Regions from separate parts of the Mus musculus genome. Here regions 1 and 2 are each linked to region 3. The links are chromatin contacts, called in public Hi-C maps. All regions are on one chromosome and are shown on one strand. Each heading gives the region's core, a stretch centred on a gene start, on an enhancer-like site or on the middle of the called end of the contact. The rest is flanking DNA. Distances are from core to core; before and after follow the strand shown. Region 1 has its middle 27 kb from the start of Mir1952. Region 2 has its middle 120 kb from the start of Mir1952. Region 3 holds the start of Btbd3 (BTB (POZ) domain containing 3).

Evidence for each region. Hi-C and Micro-C count contacts between places; a contact is called where the count stands out from the background.
Region 1: a contact with region 3 is called in a Hi-C map of cortical neurons, with 2.3 times the contacts expected there. The contact joins the enhancer-like site here to the promoter of Btbd3 in region 3. A contact is called at or near these places in 5 of 484 Hi-C or Micro-C datasets (brain, cerebellar granule neurons, cerebellum and 2 more) and 2 of 115 datasets of contacts at active chromatin or transcription factors (embryonic limb bud and forebrain).
Region 2: a contact with region 3 is called in a Hi-C map of cerebellar granule neurons, with 2.6 times the contacts expected there. The contact joins the enhancer-like site here to the promoter of Btbd3 in region 3. A contact is called at or near these places in 2 of 484 Hi-C or Micro-C datasets (cerebellar granule neurons and cerebellum) and 1 of 115 datasets of contacts at active chromatin or transcription factors (forebrain).

What each region holds. Positions count from the first base shown.
Region 1 is chr2:138,790,880-138,795,731 of GRCm38.p6, reverse strand. No RefSeq gene overlaps it. Among named protein-coding and RNA genes, the nearest start is that of Mir1952, 27 kb to the left of the region's middle. Within about 2 kb of position 2,876, at least 12 of the 459 cell types and tissues checked have an H3K27ac peak or open chromatin away from gene starts, as enhancers often do. A contact at or near this core is called in cerebellar granule neurons, cortical neurons and ventral hippocampal neurons, where this site is marked.
Region 2 is chr2:138,936,973-138,941,440 of GRCm38.p6, reverse strand. No RefSeq gene overlaps it. Among named protein-coding and RNA genes, the nearest start is that of Mir1952, 120 kb to the right of the region's middle. Within about 2 kb of position 2,145, at least 2 of the 459 cell types and tissues checked have an H3K27ac peak or open chromatin away from gene starts, as enhancers often do. A contact at or near this core is called in cerebellar granule neurons and cerebellum, where this site is marked.
Region 3 is chr2:138,276,054-138,280,831 of GRCm38.p6, reverse strand. Btbd3 (BTB (POZ) domain containing 3) reads right to left here and starts at 2,339. Exons shown (of 4, transcript NM_145534.2): 1 at 1,575-2,339; 2 at 993-1,083; 3 at 341-459. The coding sequence starts at 1,924.

The sequences.
Region 1 (4,852 bases), core at 1,627-4,126, 510 kb before region 3:
AGCACATGCTGGTGAGGATGTATAGAACAAGGAGAACACTCCTCCATTGCTGTAGGGAGTGAAACTTATAGAGCCACTTTGGAAATCAATTTGGCTGTTTCTCAAAAAATTTGGAATAGTTTTACCTCATGATCCAGCTATACCCAGGAAAGCTTTTCCATACCACAAGGACACATGCTTCACTATGTTCATAGCACTTTAGTATAATAGCTAGAAATTGGAAACAACCTGGGTGTTGCACAACTGAAGAATGGATAAAAAAAAATGTACATTTCCATAATGGCATATTACTCAGCTATTAAAAACAGTGACATAATGAAATTGCAGGCAAATCAGTGGAATTAGAAAATGTCATCCTGACTGAGGTAGCACAAACCCTAAAACACAAATATAATATGTACTCACTTATAAATGGATATTAGCCATAAAGTACAGAATAATCATGCTACAATCTCCAGACCCAGTAATAAAGAAGGAAAATGCTTGAATCTCCCTGAGTAAGGGAAACAGAATAGACATTGATGGAAGATATAAGGGCCTGGATGTAGGAGGGGTGGGAAGAAAAACAAGAGGGATCAAGCTCTTATTCTCTTGACCTCTTGCTCTTCCCTTCTTGCCCCCGCTCTGTGCCCTTGCCCCTTCCCTCCCTTCCCCGTTCCCTTCCTCCATCTCTCCAAATGCTCACTGTCAGCCTCTACTTCACTGCTTCTCTCTCTCTCTCTCTCTCTCTCTCTCTCTCTCTCTCTCTCTCTCTCTCTCTGCCTCTACTACCCTCTTAACTCCCCTCCCCATGCCCTGAATAAACTCTATTCTATACTAAAAAAAAAAAGAAGAAGAAGAAGAAGAAGAAGAAGAAGAAGAAGAAGAAGAAGGAGAAGGAGAAGGAGAAGGAGAAGGAGAAGGAGAAGGAGAAGGAGAAGGAGAAGGAGAAGGAGAAGGAGAAGGAGAAGGAGAAGGAGGAGAAGGAGGAGAAGGAGGAGAAGGAGGAGAAGGAGGAGAAGGAGGAGAAGGAGGAGAAGGAGAAGGAGGAGAAGGAGGAGAAGGAGGAGAAGGAGGAGAAGGAGGAGAAGGAGGAGAAGGAGGAGAAGAAGAAGAAGAAGAAGAAGAAGAAGAAGAAGAAGAAGAAGAAGAAGAAGAAGAAGAAGAAGAAGAAGAAGAAGAAGAAAAGAAGAAGAAGAAGAAGAAAGAAAAGGAAAAGAAAGGAGGGATCAAGTTGGTGGAAGACATGGAAGAAAACTGGAAGTGGTCAGAGCTATCTCTGAGTTGAGCTAGAAATGGACAATGGCAACTCCCAGGAATTATGAGGGGGGGCTAGTTAAGCCACTCCTGCCTATAAGATATGCAGCAGTAAAAGATGGAGCAAAAAATTGAGGGAATAGAGACCCGGTGACTGGCCCAGATTGAGACTTACCCCATGGGAGGGAGTCCACCACTGAGACTATTAATGATACTCTGCTATACTTGCAGACAGGCACCTATCATAGCTGTCATCTGCATGGCTTTACCCCACAACTGATGGAAACATATGCTACACCCACAGCCTAACATTAGGCAGAGCTTGGACAATCCTGTGGAGAAGGGGGAGGAAGGATTAAAAGAGCCAGAGAGGTCAAGGACGCCATAAGAAACACTACAAAATCAACTAACATAGACCCATAGATGCCCACAGAGACTGAACTACCAACTAGAGAGCATGCATGGAAGAGACCAAAGCCTTCTGCACATGTGTAACAGTTGTGCAGCTCAGACTTCACTCCTAACGGTAAGAACAAGGGGCTGACACTGGCTCAGTTGCCTGCCTTTGGATTCCTTTCCCCTAACATAGGCAAAGTTGCACCAAGTCCTACTGCAACTTGATATGTCAAGGTAGGTTTATATCTATGTGAGGGCTCCCCTTTACTGAAGAGAAAAGGAGGATGGGGTTAATGAAGGAAGTGAAGGTGAGAGGGAGGAACTGGGAGGAAAGGAAGGATAGGAGGCTGCAAAACAGATATAAAGTAAATACATTAATTAATTAAGAAAACTTTTTACCCATGGATTTTCACCTAAGATAGCATTGGTTTTACATCTCCACATTTAATTAATCCCCTTTCTGAAATCTTTTCTTTATCTTAGTTACAATTCTTATGAGAGCCTGCATCTCATGCCCCCTTTTAACATGGGCATTTTAATATCTGTTTTCAATCAAATTGTCAGTCTCATAAGATTAAGACACGTTTTTCCTAAGGAGACGCAGTAGTTTATTTTATGGTGAGCATATTGTATATGGAATGTCTCATATATTGAATTAAATAAAGAATTTAATAAAGGAAACAAAAAGGCCTAAATGCATTTAGTAGCAGAACATTCACTTGGGTGGACAGAGCAGGTGGAGAGATACACAAATATATTCAAAGCAGAGCTACTGAGGAACACAGTGTACCAGATTAGTTGGCGTGATTTGCTGCCTGGGTGGTAGGTTCAGAGACAAGACCGCCCAGCAATCTGGAGGTAAATTTGGCAAAGAAAGCTGCCCGGAAGCTCTTGGCCTCTCTCACAGCACGCTACTTTGCTGTTACCAAACTCACTCTGATTTTGTTGTTTGACTCTATGCATCAGGTGACAGCATTTCTAACAGGTGTCCTCGTGCTGATATAGAATTGACAAATGGTGGAAAAATAGCAGGCATTTGCTCTGATCCTGATGATAGGGCTGATTTAAGCCCTGGCAGGCTTTTTTTTTTTTTTTTTTTTTTGAGAACCACCTGGCAGTACATTTCAACACACCCACACACAACATTCAGTTAGCATTTAAAGGACTTCCATAAATCACCAGGTTCTCTCAACGGCTACAGAGACAGCTGAATTTTTCTTGGCCATGATGGAACTGTTCATGCCATCTTCTCCCCAACCTTGTCAACAATGCAGAGAGAGTGGCTCCAAACAAAGTAACAGTTTGTGGTTCTATTCTTAAACATTTCTCTGCCATTTGGGGCCATATAAAGGTGTTTGCCACAGTGTTTTAATCATGGTAGAAATTTAGGAGAAATCTACCATTTAGCAGATATGTCAAGCAAGAAATCATTTCTCAGGATGGCCTGCAGACACTCATAATAATAGTGTGCTACCGGTCATATCACCTATGATAATTTGTTTTATCCAAATAGGAATTCTGAATTTACTCAGAGGCATTATGAGACTGTAAATGATTGTAGGAAATAATTGTATGGTTTTTCACATCTAAATAATGATTGTATAATGGAAAGAAAATGATAAAAGAAGGGCATTTGGGAAAGAGATGTTCAAGTTCTATAGTTGGCCTTGACAAAAAGATATATTTAGAAATTCGGAGTGTGTGGGGGGTACATCCTGAGTGTCATACCAGCTGAGATACCCACAATAACTGGCTCCAGTATTATCATGACTTGAAGCCTTAGTTGGTTGTGTGGTATAAATCCTTCTGTTGCAGCCATTTTTAAGCCCCTTCTCCCTGAGTATGAGCTCAAGTAGAGATGTAAGTCTGTCATTGAAGACACTAAGAGTTGAATCAACCCTAGTTCATTACTGGATTTAGACTACCCATTCATCACCTCCTGGAGACAATGGTTGCTACCCAGAAGTGGTTCAGAAGGAACAGTTATCAATAGCCCTGTTCAATAACATAAGACAAAGTCACCAAAGCTAGTAGAAATAGTAGAAAAATGTGCAGTGCCTTATCAAACCTGTTCATGTTCTTTGTGTCCACTTCCTGACATCCATCTCTTATGTAAACTTGAATCTAAGGTCTACACCATTGCCAGACTTTTGGAAAAGAAATAGCCAAGTTATGAAAAATATAAAATATGATAAAAAGTATATATGAAATACTTACTATGACTTGAGCTTTCCAAGTAATTATGAGAAATGTCTTAGTCAGGGTTTCTCTTTCCTGCACAAAACATTCTGACCAAGAAGTAGAGGAGGAAAGGTTTTATTCAGCTTACATTTCCATATTGCTGTTCATCACCAAAGGAAGTCAGGACTGGAACTCATTCAGGTCAGGAAGCAGGAGCTGATGCAGAGGCCATGGAGGGATGTTCTTTACTGGCTTCCTTCCCCTAGCTTGCTCAGCCTGCTCTTGTATAGAAGCCAGGACTACCAGTCCAGGAATGGCACCACCCACAATAGGCCCTCCCACCCTTGATCACTGATTGAGAAAATGCCTCACAGCTGGATCTCATGGTGGCATTTCCTCAAGGGAGGCCCTTTTCCCTGTGATAACTCCAGCTTGTCAAGTTGACACACATAACCATCTAGTACAAGAAGCATGCTGGATATTAGAGAGAGCCATTTTACAGAAAAGGAACCATGGCCCTGAGAATTGATGGGAATAGATTAAAGTAAGAAATCAACTCTAAAGTTAGTACTCCAGTAAATAAGTAAGAATTCTAAATGGGTCATTTCTCTATTGATTCAGTATTGTATGGAAATACACATGAACTCAAATTTTTAAAATGTATTTGGACTTTACCTATATGATTGTTTTGCCCACATGTATGACTGTGCACCAAATATACAAGTGTTGCCTCTGGAGAGTGGAAGAGACCATAGCTTCTCTGGATCTGGAGTTAACAGATAGCTTTGTGCTATCAGGTAGGTGTTGGATAATGAATTAGGAACCTCTGCAAAAATAGCAAATGTTCTTACCACTGAACCTTGTCTGTAGTCTCTGAACTTAAGTTCTGAGAGGATTGTTATAATAATTTATTTCTTATCAAGTAGCACTTTGAGAATTGGTATTTCTCTTGGTAAGATGTGAAAGGCATTTTAACATATTTTCAATAACTTTATATTCTAAGCAGAAACTTTTGGCACCTAGCAGGAAGGTGTTGATA
Region 2 (4,468 bases), core at 896-3,395, 660 kb before region 3:
ACCTGGATTCTCCATTTACTCATTGAAAAAGTGATATTTTTCAGTATGACTTCCAAGGAAAGTCTAGCTTCTAAACCCTGTCCCAAGAAGACACCTTCCTCATAGGCCACATAGTTCCATCTCGTTTTGGTATCTCATTTCTCATTTTCCAGGATGCATTGTTTGTTTGTTGGTTGGTTGGTTTTCTCATCAAAACTCCTTCTACATCCATGATCTCAACTTGTCATTATTATATGTCTTCTTCTTCCACAGTGAATAAAGAGAATTATGACAACTAATAATGCAAACTCAAAGAGCTATGAGGGTTTCATTCTCCTTAGGTCTCCCACTCTTCCTCTCTTCTCTTCGGGATTATCCCCTGGGTTGTCACTAGTGAATGCTTATAGTTTATTTCAGATTGAAAGGCTGTATAGTGGGGATGTGGAAAAGGAACAAAGGTAGCGTGAAGGTGAGGATGGAAAGCCACAGAAGAAAATAGTACAAGTGGTCATGAGCCACTTGTATTAGAGGTGCTTTGGGATGGATTGTTAAGGACAGGGTGTCCATGGGTAGTGCTTTCATCTTTGTATATGAATACATAAACCAACTCTTTCAGAAAGACCTCTATTCTAAGCTGTTTCTTGTAACTAGAAGTACAAGGCCACAAATATGAACCAGGAACTCAGAGAAAAGAGGCTCTTCTGCATTGAATATCTGCATCATAAAGAACAGGAGCAGAAATGTAAGTATGAGCTGTGAATATAATACAAAAAATTACCAAAAACTAACCCCCCCAAAACTGCAGGAGCTGGACGCTTCAGGTCACTGTTTACAGGCTTTATCTATTGCTCAGCCAGTGCTTCTTGGAAACCATCAGTCCGTAGTGTTTACAGGAAAATTAGTTTCTTAAACAGTGTGAGAATATTGGAAGAAATGAACACAAGAAAGAAGCCCAGGTGGCTGGAAACAGGCTCTGAAAGAACAGGAGACTTACAGAATGTTTGATCATGGAATGTATATACAGGTTGTGATTTATTCGTTAATTTGGCTCCTCCCTGAATTGGTTTTCTACCTTGTTTTTTTTATTTTTGATGTTTGTTTGCTTACAATAAGAAGTCTTCTGTCATTTACTCCAACGTACCTTGTTTCTCTCACAAAAGAAAAAGTGCTTCAGAAAAAAAAAAAAGGATCTTAATTTAAGATGAAGGTTAAGAATTTAGAAGTAGTGAGGAACAAACACAGTATTCTGTAATAGATAAGATATGAACACTTACTTATTAATGAAATACTGCTCATGGGAAGGTGCTAAGCTATACTTTTGGCTCCTGAGGAAGAAGAGACAAACCTCAACTCCAGAACCTATACAAGAATTGATTACAACTGTCCATTGGAAAGACTTTAAAAGAAAATGTGTATGGGTGTTTGACCTGCACATCTGTATGTGCACTGCATGGTTTCCTGGTTTCTGCAGAAGTCAAAATAACGTGCCAGATCTCCTAGAATTGGAGTTACAGATGATCATGAGCTGTCATGTAGATGCTCAAATTGAACCCAGGTTCTCTGGAAGAACAGCCATTGCTCTTAACCACCAAGCCATCTCTCAGTTCTACTGTACAGTCTCATTTCCTATAGTCTGTTTCTGATTCTTTTCCTTCTCTTCCCAAACTTGATTAACATTATTTTCTTCCTTTTTAAATTTTTCCTGTCTTTTGTAGATTTAGTTCTACATTTTTAAAGCAAAAATAGCAATGGTAACCTATTCTAGTTGTAAGTGGTCTCTTATAAATAATTAATTGAAAATGTTTTGTAAACTGTAAAATGAAATGCTGTGGTAGGTAGATGCTATTTTCATCATCATTAGATGGCCAAGATGAGTGTGAGCCAAAATTGGACTCAACTGGGAGGCAGAAGTGGAGCTGGATCCAAGGAGTTGCAGATAATAGCCGCAAAGTGGGTTATAGAAACAGATGCACACATTTTAATAATTGCGTGTGATGAAAATTTTCCAATAGCACAACCTGGGAGGCCTCTATTTCTTCTCAAGGTAAACTCTTCATCCTTTAGAAATATTTCACTTATGAGGCATATCCTCAGTTCCTGCTAGGATTTGTCTAGATGTTTCCTAAAACCCTAGTAGAAATTTGGCAGTTTTCTCTTCCTCTTCAGCCAAGCTGAATTGATCCAAAAAAATAGAAGTAGAAAGAGCTGAGTTGTGTGGTTCAGTTTTCCAGGCTTACAAGTTAACTGTTCAGTGGCAGACGAGCACACTGTGCTGGACACAAACATTGGCACAGGGTGGTGGTAGTATGTGTTAAGGTTGTTTGTCTTTCTAATTATCTTTCAAACAGCAGTCTTATCACTGGGTGAACTGACTGAGTTTGTGATGATGGGTTTTTTGTTGTTGTTGTTGTTGTTGTTTTTCCAACCAATGACCTTTTTCTCATGAGCTGTAATGTATGACTTCTGGGGCAGACACTTATTCACCTCACCTGATTGATGATAAACCAAAACAAACAAACAAACAAATAATAAATACCCCCAAGTCTGGCTGAGTGAATCAGTGAGTTTATTGGGGTTACTTGCAGCAGTATGTGGGTGGGTTTACTTACAGAGAATGCGTAACACAAAGAGCTGTATTGCCAAAATCTCACCCAAGCATATCGATGATTGCCAAAGATTTATCCCTGGCACACTCTGAACGATATACGGAGCTCAGTTGTTACACCGGGGCGTCTTTCCTCACCAGCGTATTAATGCTTATATAGCTTTAGGAGCGGGCAGGTGATTCTTGTAATTCTCCGTATCTTTAGAAAATTATTTACTCCCTGAAGCTTGTACACAGCATTTACTTTCTTTGTCTTAATGAGCTTTCCTCTTTCTTCCAGGAAGAAATGTATGAATTCTGAAGAAAGAAAGACATACCAGTCTGTCACCCTGTGCTTTTGTTTTATGGTCCTTCCATAAGCTTTATTTATATACTACAGTATAAGATTTGCTGTTTGTCTTGTGTTGGCAACCTGCTCTTTCTTTGAATGATACTGATGGGTTGGTAGAAGAGGGATCATAGACTTGACTCAAGTGTAATTGTCTCATAAGTAAAAAGACATTTATTTCTGCTTAACAATAAACATGGATTTAGTTGTATTTTTGTTCATGATCTACAGCTCTTTCTGCCTCATGACTCTTGAATCAAAAGACTACAGATATGCACATCTACTTCAAGTTGAATCTTTTTATAGACTTTGATTAGTTTATTTATTTTTGTTTTAATTATTTGTAAAAGAGTCTTGTTAGGTTGTTCTGGAACTCACTATATAGAATAGTGTGGTCTTGAACTTATGATGATTCTTCTGATGTTGTTTTCCTGGTGCTGGGCTTATACACATATATTATCATGCCTGGCTACACTATTTTATTATAACACACTGTATTCCTCTACAATCTCCCTGTATTCACCATCTTGACTTTTTACTTTATACTTACATATTTCAGAAATCTTAGTCTTTAGCCTTCTCACGGTTTTGTAAAAACATTTCAAGGTATTCCATGTATATATTTATGTGAATGGGGTCTATGATAACAAATTTAATACATTAAAATCCATATTTAATAGCAAGAAATTTAATAAAGAAAGTAGGAAAAGCTTCTATTGGAACAAAGTAGTGGTAGTGGCATGGATCTATGAGTGGAATTTTACTACACACACACACATAGGAGATAATATATTTATATTTTTCATATATTTAATTTTGCCAATATCCCCACATTAGCCTCATTATCCTTGTAGTGGAGCTGATAATTTTTTATATAAAACTTTCCAAAATGAAGTATAGGCTGTAATATACCTTCAGAAAATATGACTGTTATATCTTATTTCTGCATGGAGGCATGAATGATTATTGTAATTACCCTTCAGGTCCTAGAAGAAATTGTGCTGTGTCTACAAAGATTCAGGCAAGGCAGAAATTTTCACAATTTGATTTGTGTAAACTCCCTGGGATAATGTTCTTGGGGCTGGGTTACTGAATTATTTGCTTTTCATTTTGCTTTCTCATACAGTCTACAAGTATTCGTTAGTTCTTGCTACATGGTAGGCGCTGTGCCAACAGTCAGGTAAGAGATCAGACCAAAGGAGTTTCAGTTTCATGGCACTAATGTAGTGAGGATCTGACCTTCTGCAAGACTTAATGACTCAACCCTTTATAATTGCTCAGCTGAGCAGAGTAACACAGGAATCAGTTAAGAGGGAAGAAACTCAGCAACATTAAGTCTTTAGCATTACTGGCTATAATTATGCAGATCAGTGCCCTTATAGCAAAGCTTCAACATCAATCCTGCTTTATTCAGTGCTTCCTGCCTAGAACACTTCCATGCATGAACATGGAGACAAGAGAAAGAAGATGCACATTAAGTTCTTAGATACTATCCCCACAGGTAATTGTCTATTATATCATAACCAGACTAGATTTATTCTAATTTCGAAAGGCTC
Region 3 (4,778 bases), core at 1,090-3,589:
CTGAAGCCTCCTTAAAGTGTCCTGCTTTCAGAAGGAGAACATCCCTATTAAACAGTGTTTATTCCAGAAAGCTATTTTTCTTTTAAAATGTCCCTAAAAGCAGCTCACCACGTGAGCTCTTTGCCCCTAGGCTCTAGGCTAAGGAATGGCTCTAACTGCCTGCGACATTCCATAGGACTTCCCCGAGCACAGAAGAGCGGTTCTAAGACCATTTACAAGGCAAGCAGCACCCCCTCTCTTTAGAATCTCTCGCTTACAGGAAACTCAGATCTGACTGAGAGGCCAGCAGAGCAGGAACACAGCACAAGAAACTCTTTCCAAACACACACATCATGCTTACTTCAGCATGGCGAGGAAGGCAGCAGGTTCGACGTCTGGGATTCGGATTTCATCTTTGTCCTCAGCGAGTTCTCCGTAAAACATTGCATGGAACACTGAGCTCCCGACAGCGAGGACGTACTGTGGAGAAAGGGAGAGCTCCCTTCACACACTACACTGAAAGCATTTGCAGAGTCAATCCCCAAAACCACTAGCCACTGAGGGCCGGGGGCACGTAAGGTACATAGCCCACCGTCGTAAACAGCCAGGCTATGGTGCACTGGACAGGGAGCATGAGACTGTCACACAAAGTGGGCTCTCCATCAATATCTCAAAGCTTTGACATTAATATACACCCCCACCCCACTGGGAAATAAATCAAACCATGGGCTCTTTATCGGATTTCTATAGGTACAGTAAACAGAGGACTTTCCAAGCCAGTTACAACATTTCCTAGCCCTGGAGAGTGAGAAGCGCACATTTCTGGGTGATATATACAACCGTGTAGAAGGAAACAAAGACAAAATGAAGTGTGGCCAAAGGTCTATATTCTCTGTAACTGGGCGAACCATGCAGTGGCTGCCGGCGGGCTGCCTGCCCACACCAAGCTCTGTGCTGACAGGGTCCCTCTATGTAAATCTCAGGACTAAACCGGTAATGCAGCTGTTGCTTACTTTGTGTCCTGGCAACCGCTGAGTCCCACCTGGTGGCCCAACCACAAAATGTACGTCTGCCATCAAGTCATTATTGAACATCACCGCATTTCTACAAACAAGAGGCGAGTCATTAATTCACAACAGCCTGTATTCTTAGCAGCCCTTTCCCCAACATGCAAAACTTCAGAGTTAAGCTAAGCAACAACAGCTCAGCGTTCCACTCCCAGCTAAAGAGCATACAAAGGGTCCAGCCACACCACTGCCTGAAACCACTGCAGACACATGGCAAGGAACTCAAGTTTTAAAAGTTAACTAAACTTTTACAGGGCTTAGGACAAATGAAGGGTTTCCTGTCTCTGTGCTCCACAGACACAAAGCTGCTGCTTAAATGTTACAGCTTGCAAAAATATTTTTATCTAAGAGGAAAACAGCTGTACTGCTTTGGAAAAGATACAAGGCAGCTTTCCATTACCAGTAGAGCCTCTGGGGAAGAGGAGCAGGGATTCGTGGTAAACTGCATTACAGTCATGAAAAAGCAGAGACTTCACCACCGGCAAACTTTGAGAGTAAACACGCTAGCCTGCCAGCAAGGGCGCTTACCTTTCTCGGATGGTGGGATAAAGACCCTGCCAGTTGGGGGCCGGGATGAGGTTGTTGTTACAGAGGTTGTGCTGGTGTTGCTGCTGGACAGTGGTGCTGCTGGAGTTGGCTGGCTTCTTACGGGGGAATATATCAGCAGCCATCTTCTTCTTCTTTTTAGTCTTCAAGGTAATTATTTCATAACAAACTGGGGGCAACTTGCTGCTCCCACTGCCAACGCTGCCGCCGCCGCCGCCGCCACCGCTGCTGTTGGCTTTCTTTGAACCTTTTTTGGACCTGTTCTTTACTGTCTCTGGAAGCATCAAGAAGAAGGTGAGACATTTCATGTTCTTTTCTTTATCATCTACCATGAGTACAGGATGTCTCTCTTTAGAGCTAGATCTCGCAAAACTGCTCAAACATCAAGGCAAAGAGGCTAGCCGGAGCTAAGATGTTAACAGAGACCGGCAGGCTGCTTTCTTCCTGCTTTTCCCAGCCAGGCAAGGTGACCTTTTCACTATGTTGAAGAGAAACTGGCTTTAAGTTTTATCCAGGACCGGATCTGTTAAATACATTCCCATCATGATTCCTGGTTTTCTTACTTGCGCATAAAACCAGCCGTTCTCTGGATCACCTGCAAAGCTGAGCAAAGGAGGCAGGCAGAGAGAGAGCTGAGGCGCTTGCTTTCTGAATTAGGTTAGCAAGATGTGGCGAGCCCAGCGAGTCAGTACGGCCGCGGCCGGCCGGTGAAGTTGTGTGGTGAATGGATCGGGAGAGGAGAGTAGGTATTACAGCCCTGCAGACGGAGTCAGACAGCCAGAGCTCCGAGCCAATAGCTGAAGCCACCAATCAGGATTGGATGAAGCCAAACAGTGACACCTATTGTAGCATGCACAGCTCTGATATTAAAGGAGCAGCAGTTACATTCTCTTTTCTACTGTATATTTAATTAAGATAAACAGCAAATGAAAGACATTTGCAAACAGGAAGGGAGGGGTTTATTTCTCTTTAGTACAGGAACATTTTCATTTCAACCAAAACAAGCAAAAGCCATTAACAAAGAATGGGAACACATATGTCTAATCTCTCTTCCTGGCAACAATCTTCCTCCTAGCAGCATTTACTTGCAAGTATTTTGAACAGGATCTCCTAGACTATAAAGCCAAAGGGAACCAACGTACTGAAATTAAACCAAACACATTTAAGCCCAGCCACGGCAGGGGAGGGGAGGGGTCTTTTTTTAGTCTCTGGATGTTTTGCTAAGGCTCTGCATTTAGCTTGCTTCCAATGTTTTCTAGCTCGGCACTGATTTTGGACCTGTGTCCCAGGTCACAAAACACAGTTAATTACGATGAGCTTCCACCAGCACACTTAGCTGTACTCAAGCATAAGGCAGACTGTAGATATGACAATAGCATTCATTCAAATGAGACAACTCTGATAATTAGTGCTTAAACCCTGTGATTCACTGCAGATAAGTCAGATAGGGCACTGCTCAGGATCTCAAAATCCAACTCAACTCTTAAGGCTACATTTAATCTTGTCATACAAATTTTAAAGAATCCGTAAGCTCTAGCACAGCACCAGTAGAAGGGCTATTTAAAATGATCAAAGTCTCCTATTAACTAGTTAAAAGGCAAAAGATCTCTTTGCTTTAGATGAGAATAAGGCTTCCCCGGCAGCTGCCAGTAAAACAGCATCTACTGGAGCTTCATAGTTTGTAAAGGCAGACTAATGACTAGAGTGACTCCCGCCCCATCTATGGGATTACTCGGGTTTGTTCAAAGTAGAGAGGCTATCTGCTGCCTCTGGTCCCTGATCCTTCAGAGTCCTAGCCCTGTGTGCTATGTAACATTCGCCTGCATGGAGACTCCTCAGCAAATGAGAACACTGTTACTATAACTAACAGTATTGCATACCAGAATAAATTTTTAAATCCCCTAGCATCTTAGTCCTAAATCATTCCAAAGGCGTTCCTTTGTATTGTCATTATTTAAAGCCATTTGAAAGCCTCTGCGAGCACAGAGTATGAGACACAGGCAAGGTTACCTATCCCCATTGTTGATGGAACCAAGTTGCTGCTTATTTATGACAATTATTGTATTCTAGACTGCAGGGCTAAGACACTGCACATCAATACCCTTGCAAATCACCTTCAGCTGTACTTTGAGGATAATGTTAGAGATATGATAACCTGTTATATGATAACCTGTTGGAAAGCATCTAGAAGGCCAGGGAGTGAGTAAAGAACTTGTAATACAAGAATGGAAACCAGTGTTTGGATCCCCAGCACAGGAAGGAAGGAAGGAAGGAAGGAAGGAAGGAAGGAAGGAAGGAAGGAAGGAAGGCGAAGCCCAGCCCAGCAGCCTGTACCTATAACCCTAACTCTAGCAGTAGGTAAGGGTTATTAGTAAGGCCTTGGTAGCCAGTTAGCCTTAGCTCATTGGTGAGCTACAGATAAATGAATAGACTTTGTCTCAAAAAATAACAGAGAGCAGTGGAAGGTCAACCTCTGCCTCCCACCACACACACACACAAACTCGTGCACGTCTATATACATTACATATATACATCACACACCACACAAACATACAGATACAAACATCCACACCCACTACACTCACATATCACACCACATACAAACATCCCACATATCATACACATAACACACAAACACCTATGCCCAACATACACACACACTCTCATAGAGAGACAGGCAGGCAGGCAGACAGACAGACAGACAGACTCTCACTCACCCGCACAGAACACCGAGGAAAAGGCACTAAGAAAACCAGTAGCCCCTGAGTAAGCTGCCTACCAGGAACAGACGGCCTCTCTACTGGCTGCTCAAGTTCTCAATCATACCTGTCTGCAAAGCCCTTCTGATAAGAGGCACTTCTGAGCATAAATCCCAAACATATTTCTAACAGACCCCGTATCTGGCTTCTCAGGTCAGAACTAATCAATTAGAATGGAAGAGGAAACCAGCTGTTTTGAGGCCATCATTATTAACTGGCAACAGAAGAAGACTAAACAGAAGAAGCAAAAGAACAACATGTAAGGATTTGTCTTTACTTATCTTACATAAGGCTATGGCTAACACCACAAAAAGCCTCCAAAACTACAGCTTCTGCATCACTAAGGAGAAGAGGGAAAGTGCATGTAGTAGTTTGAGAAAGGAAATTACATAAGGCTTTAGAAAACCCTCTTTTGAGCCTAAAGAAC